Regions from separate parts of the Mus musculus genome. Here all the other regions are linked to region 4. Evidence: chromatin contacts called from public HiChIP or PLAC-seq and promoter capture Hi-C data. All regions are on one chromosome and are shown on one strand. The core of a region is the stretch at or near the end of the contact, and the rest is flanking DNA. Distances in the headings are between cores, read along the strand shown. Region 1 holds the start of Tnfrsf13b (tumor necrosis factor receptor superfamily, member 13b). Region 2 holds the start of Epn2 (epsin 2). Region 3 has its middle 23 kb from the start of Aldh3a1. Region 4 holds the start of Slc47a1 (solute carrier family 47, member 1).

What was found. Promoter capture Hi-C pulls out the DNA fragments that hold promoters and counts their contacts. HiChIP or PLAC-seq counts read pairs in DNA pulled down with a chosen protein or histone mark. Capture Hi-C pulls out chosen DNA fragments and counts their contacts.
Region 1: a contact with region 4 is called in a promoter capture Hi-C map of neutrophils, with 3 times the contacts expected there. The contact joins the promoter of Tnfrsf13b here to the promoter of Slc47a1 in region 4. A contact is called at or near these places in 22 of 39 promoter capture datasets (the 3T3-L1 cell line, 3T3-L1-derived adipocytes, the HPC-7 cell line and 14 more), 8 of 484 Hi-C or Micro-C datasets (the AML12 cell line, CD4 T cells, the G1E-ER4 cell line and 4 more), 3 of 115 datasets of contacts at active chromatin or transcription factors (T-cell acute lymphoblastic leukemia, embryonic basal ganglia and embryonic stem cells) and 2 of 9 other capture datasets (adipose tissue and liver).
Region 2: a promoter capture Hi-C map of adipose tissue shows a contact between it and region 4. The contact joins the promoter of Epn2 here to the promoter of Slc47a1 in region 4. A contact is called at or near these places in 4 of 39 promoter capture datasets (the C10 cell line, the HPC-7 cell line, cranial neural crest and 1 more) and 3 of 9 other capture datasets (adipose tissue, liver and pancreatic islet).
Region 3: a contact with region 4 is called in an H3K4me3 HiChIP or PLAC-seq map of embryonic basal ganglia, with 2.4 times the contacts expected there. The contact joins the enhancer-like site here to the promoter of Slc47a1 in region 4. A contact is called at or near these places in 6 of 39 promoter capture datasets (the C10 cell line, the SN4741 cell line, cranial neural crest and 2 more), 4 of 15 datasets of contacts at CTCF or cohesin (CD8 T cells, the NIH/3T3 cell line, large pre-B cells and 1 more), 50 of 484 Hi-C or Micro-C datasets (the 3T3-L1 cell line, 3T3-L1-derived adipocytes, the AML12 cell line and 31 more), 4 of 115 datasets of contacts at active chromatin or transcription factors (embryonic basal ganglia, fibro-adipogenic progenitors, hepatocytes and 1 more) and 3 of 9 other capture datasets (adipose tissue, embryonic stem cells and liver).

Annotation. Positions count from the first base shown.
Region 1 is chr11:61,125,505-61,128,382 of GRCm38.p6, reverse strand. It overlaps Tnfrsf13b (tumor necrosis factor receptor superfamily, member 13b), which reads right to left and starts at 1,628. Exons shown (of 5, transcript NM_021349.3): 1 at 1,568-1,628.
Region 2 is chr11:61,578,316-61,581,247 of GRCm38.p6, reverse strand. Epn2 (epsin 2) reads left to right here and starts at 1,561. Exons shown (of 11, transcript NM_001252188.2): 1 at 1,561-1,681.
Region 3 is chr11:61,230,067-61,232,766 of GRCm38.p6, reverse strand. It overlaps a transcript of Aldh3a2 not described here. Among named protein-coding and RNA genes, the nearest start is that of Aldh3a1, 23 kb to the right of the region's middle. Within about 2 kb of position 1,271, at least 49 of the 459 cell types and tissues checked have an H3K27ac peak or open chromatin away from gene starts, as enhancers often do. A contact at or near this core is called in cerebellum and embryonic basal ganglia, where this site is marked.
Region 4 is chr11:61,376,666-61,379,547 of GRCm38.p6, reverse strand. It overlaps Slc47a1 (solute carrier family 47, member 1), which reads left to right and starts at 1,473. Exons shown (of 17, transcript NM_026183.5): 1 at 1,473-1,635. The coding sequence starts at 1,501.

The sequences.
Region 1 (2,878 bases), core at 379-2,878, 250 kb after region 4:
ATGTGAAATACATTAAAGTGGTTACTTTCATTTTAATGGCTTTCTATTACTACTACTACTATTACTATGTTTTTTTGAGGCAGGATCTCACTATGTAGCCCTGACTGTTCTGAAGCTCTCTGTAGACCAGGCTGGCCTCAAACTCACAGAGATCTGCTTACCTCTGCCTCCCAAGTGCTAGGGTTAAAGGTGTGTGCCACTAACCTAGCCAGTGGTTTTCTAGTTTTAATTTCAAGTGTAACTGCTTTAGTTTTTATTATTATAGAGAAACTATGAATGGAAAGAATATATACCTATTTCATGATAATACAAATGTAATAAATATTAAAATAATTATTTTAAATGTTAAATTATTTAAAATACTGAAATAAGGTAGAGGATTTTTTTCTAACTTCCCAGAACCTTTGAATGTCACTTTTCAAGAGGGTCTGAAGGGTTGACTGCAGATTTGCGGTTTGAGGCCCATTTTGTAGGTGAAGAGAAGAGACTTATCCGAGGCCAAGGGCCAGTGTGCAAACTAAGAACAGCAGTGACTTGAACTCTCCACCTGTCTGGGCTCTCACTGAAGCACTGGAAAGCTAATGTGGGTTCCAGAACATTCTTCCCTGATTCCTAACTGCTGGTCCCAGGTCCTCTGACATTTCCTTTTGGGTCAAGATGGCTCCTGACCATCACCTCTTGCGATTCTCTGTGAAACTCATTCGCATCCTTGGTGGACATGGTTGCTGGACAGAGATGGAAATCCTAGCAAAGGCCTGCCTGAGTCTAGCTTGGGTAGGGGGATGGGTCGAGAGCTGCTGTGAGTGGTGGGTCCTGATGACTTTGCCTTGGAGGAAACTTTTTTTTTTTTTTTTTGGTTTTTCGAGACAGGGTTTCTCTGTGTAGCCCTGGCTATCCTGGAACTTACTTTGTAGACCAGGCTGGCCTCGAACTCAGAAATACAGAAATCCGCCTGTCTCTGCCTCCCGAATGCTGGGATTAAAGGCGTTCGCCACCACCGCCCAGCTTGGAGGAAACTCTTTAAGGAAACTCTTTAACACTATAGGATAAACAGCTCTGATTCATCAGCAAAAATCAGCAAGAAAAATAAGAAGGCAGATGGGGATAGGTAGAGTCTGAAATACAGAACCCACTTTTCTCCTGAGGGCCATGAAGGTCTGATTTGAATCTGCCCACCGAGGACACACATCATCAGCACTTCGCGCTCAACACCTGTGCTCGTAGGCGCGTCACGATATTAAGAGTTCTTAGAAATTCACAGCAGTTAAGTGCGGGCAGAGATCTAAATGCTGCATCTCGAGGCATCCAAAATTTACCAGATTCACTTCAAACTAATCCAGGGGCACAAGGAAACAAATCTGGAGCACGTGGATAGAAAAAAGAAGGTTCCTGCCTGTTTGGCTGACCCCACTGGCAGGCAAGACCTGACCCCCGGAGGCCTCTTCCGTGTGCAGGACTGAAGCTGTCCCAAAGCTGAGTAGCCTTAGCTTGTGCCGTGGTGGCACTGCTAGATCTCCAGCCCCCGGAGCACCCTCTTGGCCCTCACCCACCACGGCTGGCTACTCACCACGCTCCTGCGCCAACAGCTCCAGCCTCCTGCCTGCCCTGGCCTACACCACTCATTACTCAGGGCGTTTATTATTAGCCTGAGATTTTGTTAGGCCTAGGCCACACTTCCTGGGTTTTCCCCTTCGACCTGGGGATGTAAATAAGCCACCCTGCTGACCTGCGCCTGCGCTTTAGTCCAGGGAGGACAGGTAAGCGACCTGTCGCTTTTGGCTTAGCAGTGAGGGCTTAGCCTGGTTGTATTAATGACAGGGCTTTGACACTTCTAGATCTTCTCTGGCCCGGCTCCTGCGCCTGGTTCCTGTCCACTGCCCACTGCCCACTCTCCAGGCTAGGATGTCCAAACAGCTCTTGTCCTCCCCACATAGCCTTCCCTCCTCTTGGACCATTACATCCTGTGCTGCTGCCTGGTCAGTTCTTGCTGTCTCTTTTTCAATGATCAGTTGAGATGTCACCTCTCCCACGAAGCCATCTGTGATTGCTCCCAGGACGTTAGGTGTTACGTGCAGTCCCTGTAGATCTGGGTTTTGCTTCAGGGTCTGATACCTTGGTAAGGACTTGTATATAAATTGTCTCGTACCTCCATGCCCTCATTTGAAAAGTGGGCCCTTGAGTCATTGTGAGAATGACATGAGTTCACACAGTCACTTGTTCTTTGTCTGGCTTTTAGTTCCTTTGACACAGGTGTCACTATGTTGTCTGTCTCAAGAGCCTCCTGTCTCAGACTCCAGAGGGCTGGGATTTCAGGTGTGCTCCTCAACGCCTGGCCACCACAGGCCCCTTCTTATAGCAAGTTCTCAGCACACAGTGACTGAGAACTCCATGTCCAATATATGACATGAAGAATCAATGCTACAGCATCAACTTCATTGCTTAGACTCCCTGGTCTTCAGAATCCTGCAGGGATAAGAAAGTCTAACAACTGCACTCCCAAGTTCACTGTAGTACTGTTCACAGTAGCCCAGATACAGAGGCAATCTGCATGTCTTCAGTGGATGTGTGTGGACAATGGGATTCTCTTCATTCTCAAAAGAGAAGGAAATCCTGCCATTTGTATGAACACGGATGGAACTGGAGAACTTTATGTATAAAAATGGAAGTCTGGCTGGATGTGGTGGCACACGCCGTTAATCCCAGCATTTGAGAGACAGAGGCCGGCAGCCTCCTGAGTTCTCTGCTAGCCTGGTCTACAGAGCTAGTTCCAGGACAGCCTGGGCTACAGAAAAAAACATTGCCTCAAACAAACAAACAAACAAACAAACAAACAAAAGAAAAAGAAGTCATGGCCTAGAGCGAAGGCCCAGCAGGTACG
Region 2 (2,932 bases), core at 312-2,811, 200 kb before region 4:
CTAAATTCCCTGCTTTTGAGACCCAGGTGCCTTTTCTTTCTTGTGAATTTGTGAGTTCTTTATAGGAAAAATGTACTTGTGGTTCTGAGAAGTACAATGACCTGCAAACTCTCCTTCAGTGAGCAAAGGCAGAATGAAATTTTTGGGCATAGATTGGTTACAGAAATTGTCTTAGGGTTTGCATTGCTGTGAAGAGACACCATGACTAAGGCAACTCTTTTTTTTTTTTTTTTAAGATTTATTGATTTATTCTATTTAAGTATACTGTAGTTGTCTTCAGACACACCAGAAGAGGACACCGGATCTCATTACAGATGGTTGTGAGCCACCATGTGGTTGCTGGGATTTGAACTCAGGACCTTCAGAAGAACAGTCAGTGCTCTTAACCGCTAAGCCATCTTTCTAGCCTGGCAACTGTTATAAAAACAACATTTAATTGAAGCTGGCTTACAGGTTCAGAGGTTCAGTCCATTACCAACATGGCAGGAAGCAGGGCACAGTCCAGGCAGGCACACTGCTTGAGGAGCTGAGAGTTTTACATCTTAAATTGAAGGCCAACAGAAGAGTGTCTTCCAGGCAGCTAGGAGTCTCAAAGCCCACTCCCACAGTGACACACTTCTTCTAACAAGGCCACACCCACCCCAACAAGGCCTATTCTCCTAATAGTGCCATTCCCTGGGCCAAGCATATTCAAACAACTGAAATAGTTCCCTGTACTCTCCCCTTGAGCCCTGATTCATGTCCTAGACCCTGTTATGAGGGCTCTCTGCTAGCAGTTTTGGGGTCTAGCCTTCAGTTCTGACCCTTCTGAGATCCTCTCTTGGGGAAAGAGGGAAAGGACTCTCCTTACCTTCTTGTATAAGGCTCTGCTCTCATCTCTGGCCTGCCTCTGTGTGCTGTAGCTTGGCATGTGGCCGGCCCTACATTGCTTTGTTGGGTGCATAAGAGTGAGACTGCAGGCTTGCAGTTGGGGTTGCTAAATCCCAGTATCCTGATGAATCATGGGAGACTCGAGCGGCCGAGGGTTCAACCACTTGGGCTGCCAAAGTTCTGGACTCAACCTTTTTATTGAAATGCACACACAGAAAAGTATACAAATCTGAAATATGCATAAGTGAATCTTCATGAAGTGAACGCACTTGTAGCAAAATAAATCAACCCTGTCTGGCACCTGGCCTCCTTCCTGTCTCTTCATCACAACATTTTTCACGTGCAAGAGGAAATACTAGGAGACCATGGTTCTGATTAGGCTAGGCGGGGTTCTGTGCTTGAGGATTTAAGGGAGGAGCATGGATTGATGGTTAAGGTAGTTATGTATGCCCTGGGGAATTGTTGAGGTAGGGGGGATGTGTTGGACTCTGAGTTAGGGCTTCATAAATTTGTTAGGTTTGTGTAGAAGCAGGAGCTATTTAGAGAAGGCCTTGGGGGCATATGTGGGAGGGGCGGACCGGTTTGGAGGCGGGGCCTAGGAGCGAGGCAGGGCGGAGCCAGTGTGTGTGGGAGGAGCCTCCGCGCTCGGAGGGCGGGGCTCGCGCGCGCGCGCTCGCTGCCGGCGCGCCCCCTCTCGGCCGCCATGTTGGCTGGCGTGTGGGTGTCAAACGCTGCACAGGCTCGGGTCGCTCCCGCTTCTCCCGCGTCGCCGGCGGCTGCAGCCTTGCACTCGCGCTGGCCAGGAACGGAGGTGAGCCGGGACTCGCGGGGCTTGGTGTGGTGGTGGCTCGGGAGTCGGGGCGGGGCGGGGCTGCGCGCAGACCTTCTCTTCCAGTGCGTGGACGCCCCTAAGAGCACCGGCTTCCCCCTCGCCGGCCGGGGCGTGCACCGTGCGGCCAGCCGGACCCCACCCGGCTGGACGGCTCAGCCAGGCCCCGCCCCACCTGAGCCCGCTCGGAGCCGAGAGAGAGGCGACGTCTGCCTCCCGGCTTTGGCTCCTGTCCTCGCCTCACACCTCAGCGACAGAGCCTTCAGTTTGGAACAACCCCGCCCCTCCCCAGAGCGTGCTCGCCCCTCGAACCGGGTCCGAGCCGGCCGGCCCTCCCTCAGGGGACCGGGGGAAGGGGATACTCTTCCCCACGTCTTTCTCGCCCCCGGGACTGGATTCCCCTTCCCGGCCCCCACTCCACAGCACAGCGGGGACGGGGGCGGCGAAGCCAGGCTCCAGCTGCCTTTTGTTCCGCGTGGGATGGCAGAGACCTGGCGGCCCTGTTGGGCGAGTCCGGGTGGGCGAGCCGCGCGTGGGGTCGGCCTCTTCCGGGAGACCCTCGCTCTCCCGTGGGCCGGCTTCGTCGGAGCGCGAGCCGAGCGCGTTGGGAGAGGCAGGCCATTCCTAGAGGAGTCCGGGCCAACAGGTTTTTGTTTGCAACCTGAAGTTGGCCCAGTGGTTTTGCAGGGGGAGCAGATTGTCTGAGCTCCCTAGAAACCCTAGGTCGGCCGGTGTAAGTCTGTTGCTTGGTCTCGGGCCTCAGTCCTTCCCAGCGGCCTCTTCACTTTAGTGCTGCCTTGGGAACGCATTTGAAGTCTATGTTTCAGAAAAGATAGGATTTAGCTATTCTTGTGTTTTTTGACTAGGGGAACTAAGGCCCAAAATGTGTTAGCTTGCCCAAGGTCATCTAGGGATAGGGTGTTTGACACAGCTGGAAGCCCCAACTCTGGGACACTTAAGGATTTCTTCAACGTTTAGGATTCCCCCAAATCGCTTGCCTGCTATTTTTAACATTCATACAAGAAAATGGGCAAGGGAAGATGAGAAAGAAGTGTGAATTCTTCTTTTGCACAGTCAAGAAAATACCCTGTGGAAGAAGGGATTGAAATTGGGTTGAAATGATTGAAAAAGGTGAATTTCTTTGATCCATGTCCCTATTATGTAATATAAGAAAGACTTAACGGGAACTTTGTGGTCTTGTAACTCTAGATTTAGAGTGATAGCGGCAGATAC
Region 3 (2,700 bases), core at 22-2,521, 150 kb after region 4:
TTCTTTACCATTGGGAAAATTGTAGTAAGAGTAAACAAACAGACAAAAATAATAGAAACTGACACTTGTCGGGGTTAAGTCTTGTGTGCTATGAATTCAGAAGCTGGGTTCTGTGGCCCTGTTCAGACTGCAGCCTGGTCTTGGGGCACAGTGTTAGCCTGTCCCTGATTGCTTAATAAAAGGCTGGACCCTATGACTGGGCAGAGAGGACAGGAAGGCAGAACTTAGGATCAAGTGACAGGTCTCGAGAGAGACCACAAGGTAAGAGAAGGAGAGAGAGTTGCGAAGAAGGTCCCCATGACGCAGGATGGACCATGAATGAATGGCTAGGAGAACACATATCAAACAGAGCAAGCAGTTAACACAGGACCTTGCTTGGGGTGTAAGTTAGAATAGCTCAGAACCTGCCCAGTCTAGGATTGTAGCTTGGTATTAGAAATTATTTTCTGTGTCTCTTATTTGGGAGCTAAATGGGAAAGGGTGGGACAGAAAACCTGCAATAAAAATATTTTTACTCTCAGTGCTAGTGAACTTTTGCTGCTGGGTAAGAGTCACTACAGTTTGACATTGAATTTCAAAAGCCGTTAATCAAGAGACTCTGCTTCCAATAGTACACCATAAGGAAATTACCAGATCAGATTTCCCATAAGAATTCAGGGGAGTGTCACGAAGTCCTCATAAGACAGGAAGTACTAGGTACACATCCACACAAGAGTCCCAACCACCTTCTAGATAAAGGAGCTCAGAGGTTGACCAGCCTGAAGCTGGGCAGGAGAGCAGGTCCTCCTGCCCCTCCTTTGAAAAGGAACTTCACCAGAACCCGCACGTTTCTGAACAGGATATTAAAAACTCAAGCTTGGTGGCTTCCAGATGCAGGAGCCAGAAGGCAGAGCCCAAGAGACAGCTTTGTGGTTAGGGAGTTGAAATCTAGAGTGATGTTTAGTTTGTAAAACAACACAACACAAAACAAATCAACATCCCCCAATGAGACCTCTTATCTTATATAATTAAAAAGTAATCAAATGATGTGTACGTGGTCTATGAACAAGGCAGCCTAGCAAGAGGACGTTTCCGTAAGCTACTGGCTGTGGGCTCGGATGCCGGCGTCCTTCTGGAGCTGGTGCATACCTCATTTCCTCAAAATCGGCTAATAAGCGGGACCTTTTTATGATCACTTTCCCCATAAAAATTGTCCTCTGTCTGCCCCTGCTGGTTATAGAGGGAGCAGCATGCTGCTGTTGCATGGTGCTTTTTTTCCCCACCCACTTTAGGTCACCCAGCCAGATGCCTGCTCGACCAGATGCACATGGAAGGCTCAGAACAACGCATTATTTAACCAGTCTCAGTCTGGGATCAGGGAGAATAATTAAGAGGGGGTAAGGGAGGGAGGAAGCCAGACAGTAAGGAGGGTTGGGTCCTGGATCCACTGGAGCAGTGAAGGAGTGGACAGCAGAATCCAAAGACACAGTTCCAGAGGAGATGAAGAGATAAGCAAAACAAGAGATAAAGAGACATCACACCCTTCCCATCGTGCCACGCCCAATTCCAAAAAAAAAAAAAAAATGCTCCAGGGGTGTTTGTACGCAGGAGACCTGGGTGGTTCCCTTTCTTTCCCTTCACCAGAGATGGTCTCCAACCTGTGCACTAAATAATAAATCTCAGTTGGCAGAGTGCTTACATGGAAGCAGAAGCCGAGGTTCAGTCCCCAGCACTGCATCAATAAGGCCTGGTGGTACTGAAAGAAAGATGAAATTTCAAGATCTGTAAGTCATATAAACTACTCAGAAATTGCTGGTTGTTTGTGAGCCTAGAGGCTGCCTGGGGCTGAGAAAAAAGAAAAACAAACCCGGGTATGCCCCTTAGTTAAAACATTCCCGGGAACAGCTTAACCTTAAAGATAAAGGGGAATGTGAAGACATAGCAGGGCTATCTAAACTGAGTCAACAACTCACAGAACTCTGACACCCTGCACGTACATGTAATTTTTCTGCTGATGTTTGAATAAGCCAATAGTGTGTTGCTATGCTGAATTCCATACCCCTAAGCCCCTTACCCCATAAAAACCCCTAGCTTTCGAGCCTTGTGGCCGACATCTGTTATCTCCTGTGTGGGATGCATGTCAGTCCGGAAGCTCCGTAATTAAATGACCTCATGTAATTACATCAAGGCGATCTGTTCTGTTCGTGATTCTTGGGTGCACCCCGGATCAGGAATTGAGTGGGGGTTTCCCCACTTGGTCTGGCAGTACATCCATCCCCGTGAGTCTAGCCACTGGGAGACAGGAGAGGAGCTGAAGCTCAAGGCCACCCTTGGCTACAAAGTGAGTTTGAAGCCAGCTTGGGATACAGACGAGCTTGTCTCAAAGGCAACAAAATAACCACAACATAGTAAATCTAACAACTAAAACCACTCTGCAAGAGGGAAGGGAAGAGGTCTTATTGTCACTGTGATTGTTGCCACCAGACATGGCCTTCTGGCTCCACGGCCGCATTTATGATTTTATCTGTTAATCCCATCAAGGGAGAATAAAATCACTACCACAATTTTTGAGCTAAATTTGAAGTAAGATTTTTTTCTTTTTTCTTTTTTTTTTAATTAGGTATTTTCTTCATTTACATTTCCAATGCTATCCCAAAAGTCCCCCATACCCTCCCCCCCACTTCCCTACCCACCCATTCCCACATCTTGGCCCTGGCGTTC
Region 4 (2,882 bases), core at 224-2,723:
CAGTTAAATGCTTTCCTTCATAAGAGTTGCCTTGGTCGTGGTATCTCTTCACAGCAATAAACACTGACTAAGACAGTCTGTTCTTTTTATGGTGCTGGAACCTAGGACCTCTCATATATTAGATAAGTATTCTACTCCCAGGGATACAACAATCTTTTTTAAACCTGTAGATTCCCCGTGGCTGTAGCTCAGAGGTAGGACTTTTGCTCAGTGTGTGTGTGAAGCTGGGCATGGGTTCCATCCCTAAATACTTAAATACCAACCCCCAAATCCTGACTCCAGAGTCCCTGGTTATCTGAGGGTATGGGTTGAATATGAACTGTCGCCTCTCACAGACTCTTATGCTGAGGTCTTCCTCCACCTGGTGGTCTCACTTTGGAAGGCTCTGGAAACTAGGTTAGCTGCAGAGAGCGAATCACACAGGCATGTCCTTGAAGAGCATTTTGTCTCTCTGTATCCTGGCTGTCACAAGGCAAGAAAACACTCCTCTCTATCCTTTCTTGGACATGGATGGAGACCTCTGAAACCACGGGCCAGAATCAATCCCTCTCCCCTTCAGTTGCTTTTGGGATATTTTGTCACAGCAGTGTGAAACTAACAGTGAGCAGAAACATTTGTTATTCAAGACCAGTTGCCACAGAAGGGACTTTAGCCTCTCTCACAGGAGTCACCTTTGACTTGGAGCTAACATCTGTGAGTCAGTCCTCCTGTGCAGGGCTGCAAGTGGGTGGGACTGTGGAAACGCATCTTGAGTTTACAGATGAGGAGAGTAGGGTCCTGGTGACAAGCCTGCATTTTTCCAGGCTGCAGGTGTCCCTTGAACCTGTATATTCTTGCCACAGTATCTCCTGTTTCTGACCATCCAAGACCAGCGAACACTTCTGTGTTACCCGGACAATGTGGCTTGCTTTTCCCCCTGGTAGGTGTTATGTACTTTAATGGAACAATGAGAGAGAGAGAGAGAGAGAGAGAGAGAGAGAGAGAGAGAGAGAGAGAGAGAGAGAGAGAGAGAGAGAGAGATTATAGAAACCTATAGCAAAGTGTGTGTTGAGCTGACCACAAGCTGCACAGCAGAGACCTTGAACACCCACTACTGCCAGATCCAATATTTGCTGGCCACAGCGGAACCACGATCGGACCTTTGGCTGACCGTAGTGGGATCATGTCTCAGGACTCTAAGTCCTTCCACACCCTAATTTCTCAAGTGCCCTCTGCTCCCTTGCAACGACAGCGACAGCGACTGGAAGGTCCTTGCCTCAGCGCGCTCTTTCCTTTTGCTTCCAGCACTTTTGCAAACTTTTCTGTTCCTACATTAGGGTGCTGGCTAGCCTTTGGAGATGCGCAGGCCTTGGGGTTGCAAGGGCAAGGGGTGAGTCCAAGGTTGCAGATCCTCGGCTGGCGCTGGGCGGGTTTAGGGGAGGCGGCCGAGGGCGGGGACTGGAGTCTTCCAGGCCTGTGGGTCCTCGTGCGGCTTCCGAGCCCTGACACCACGGAGGCCACATGGAACGCACGGAGGAGTCCGCTCCCGGGCCGGGAGGCGCGGACGCTGCGTCCGAGCGCCGTGGGCTACGCTGCCTGCTGCTGCCCGGCTTCCTAGAGGAGCTGCGGGCACTCTTGGTCCTGGCGGGTCCTGCGGTGAGTCAGGTGGCCTCGGCTGCAGGCCGGTCCCCGAGGACTGGGGGCCCAGTTACCTAAATTTCAGGGTCTGACTTGGCGGGGTTGGGGACCCGAAGAGCCTGCAGCGGGCCACAGCTATGGGGATGTGCAGAGCCTAGTGACTCTTGGCGTGCGCCCTGAAGCCAGGGGTTCCTGAAAATAAAAGCACTCAGACCTGTCTCTCTCCAGGCAGAGGCATGAAACAGGAAGGTAAACTGTCACCTTAGAATTAGGCTTTCAAAACTATTTGGAATCTAGAGCCAATGTCTGACGCAGAAGCATCCTGTGTCAGCTCCTCTTCCACTAAGCGCTGCGCTCAAAATCTGAGGTTTTAATGAGGTTCCCTTTGGGTAGGAAGTGCTTTTATTAGTGGGGTCGATTTTACTCATTAGACTAGGTCTCTCTCAATCTCGGCTTTTAGAAGCAACGTGGGAAAAAAACAAAAACAAAAAAACCCCCCAAACCACAGAACCACATCACACACGTGCTGCCTTCTGTTCTCTGTCAGTTTGGGGGTTTTCAGTCCTCAAGGGTGAGAAAGCCACTTCTCTGACACACTCTGTGTGTCTGAGTGAATAAACATTTGGCCAAGAGGCAGACATTCAAGCACCTGGGAGCCCCTGAGCCCCGGCATGTGTGCCCTCTTGACACACACGATAGGGCATAGAGAAGCAAGATCAAAGCCCAGGGTGAAGCCATCAGCTACAGGTCCAGGAGAGGCATAGGAGCTCACAGCCCTCTGCGGTGCTCAGTCTCCAGACTTGAAGTTCAGTTCCTGTGTGGATCTTCCCAAGCATGTTAGGGAACAGCCCACGGACTCAGAACAGCTCCGTTCTCCTTTCTATGAAGTCTATGAGCCGTCAGCTTTGCCGTAACTTAGTCTCACTGAGTTGCTGCCAGAAAAGCTTCCTAAGAATCAGGTGTGGTGTGGTAGCCGTGGCCTGGAATCTCTGTGCTTGGGAGACTGGGGCAGAAAGGTGACTAGAGTGACTTACTGTTCCAAGCCATCCTGGGCTACAGCATGAGCTCCTGCTTCAGAAACCCAAAGAGGAAAAATAGCAGCAGCAGCAGCATTTGGAGCTCATGCCCTCTTCTAGTCACGTGATCCCCAGTTCTAGGCTAATAGAGGGGAACTGGCTACTTTTCCTACATGGGAACATGAATGTATACATGTATGTCATTGGTTTCTCACCAACACAATGCATACCCATTACAGAGGGAAAAAG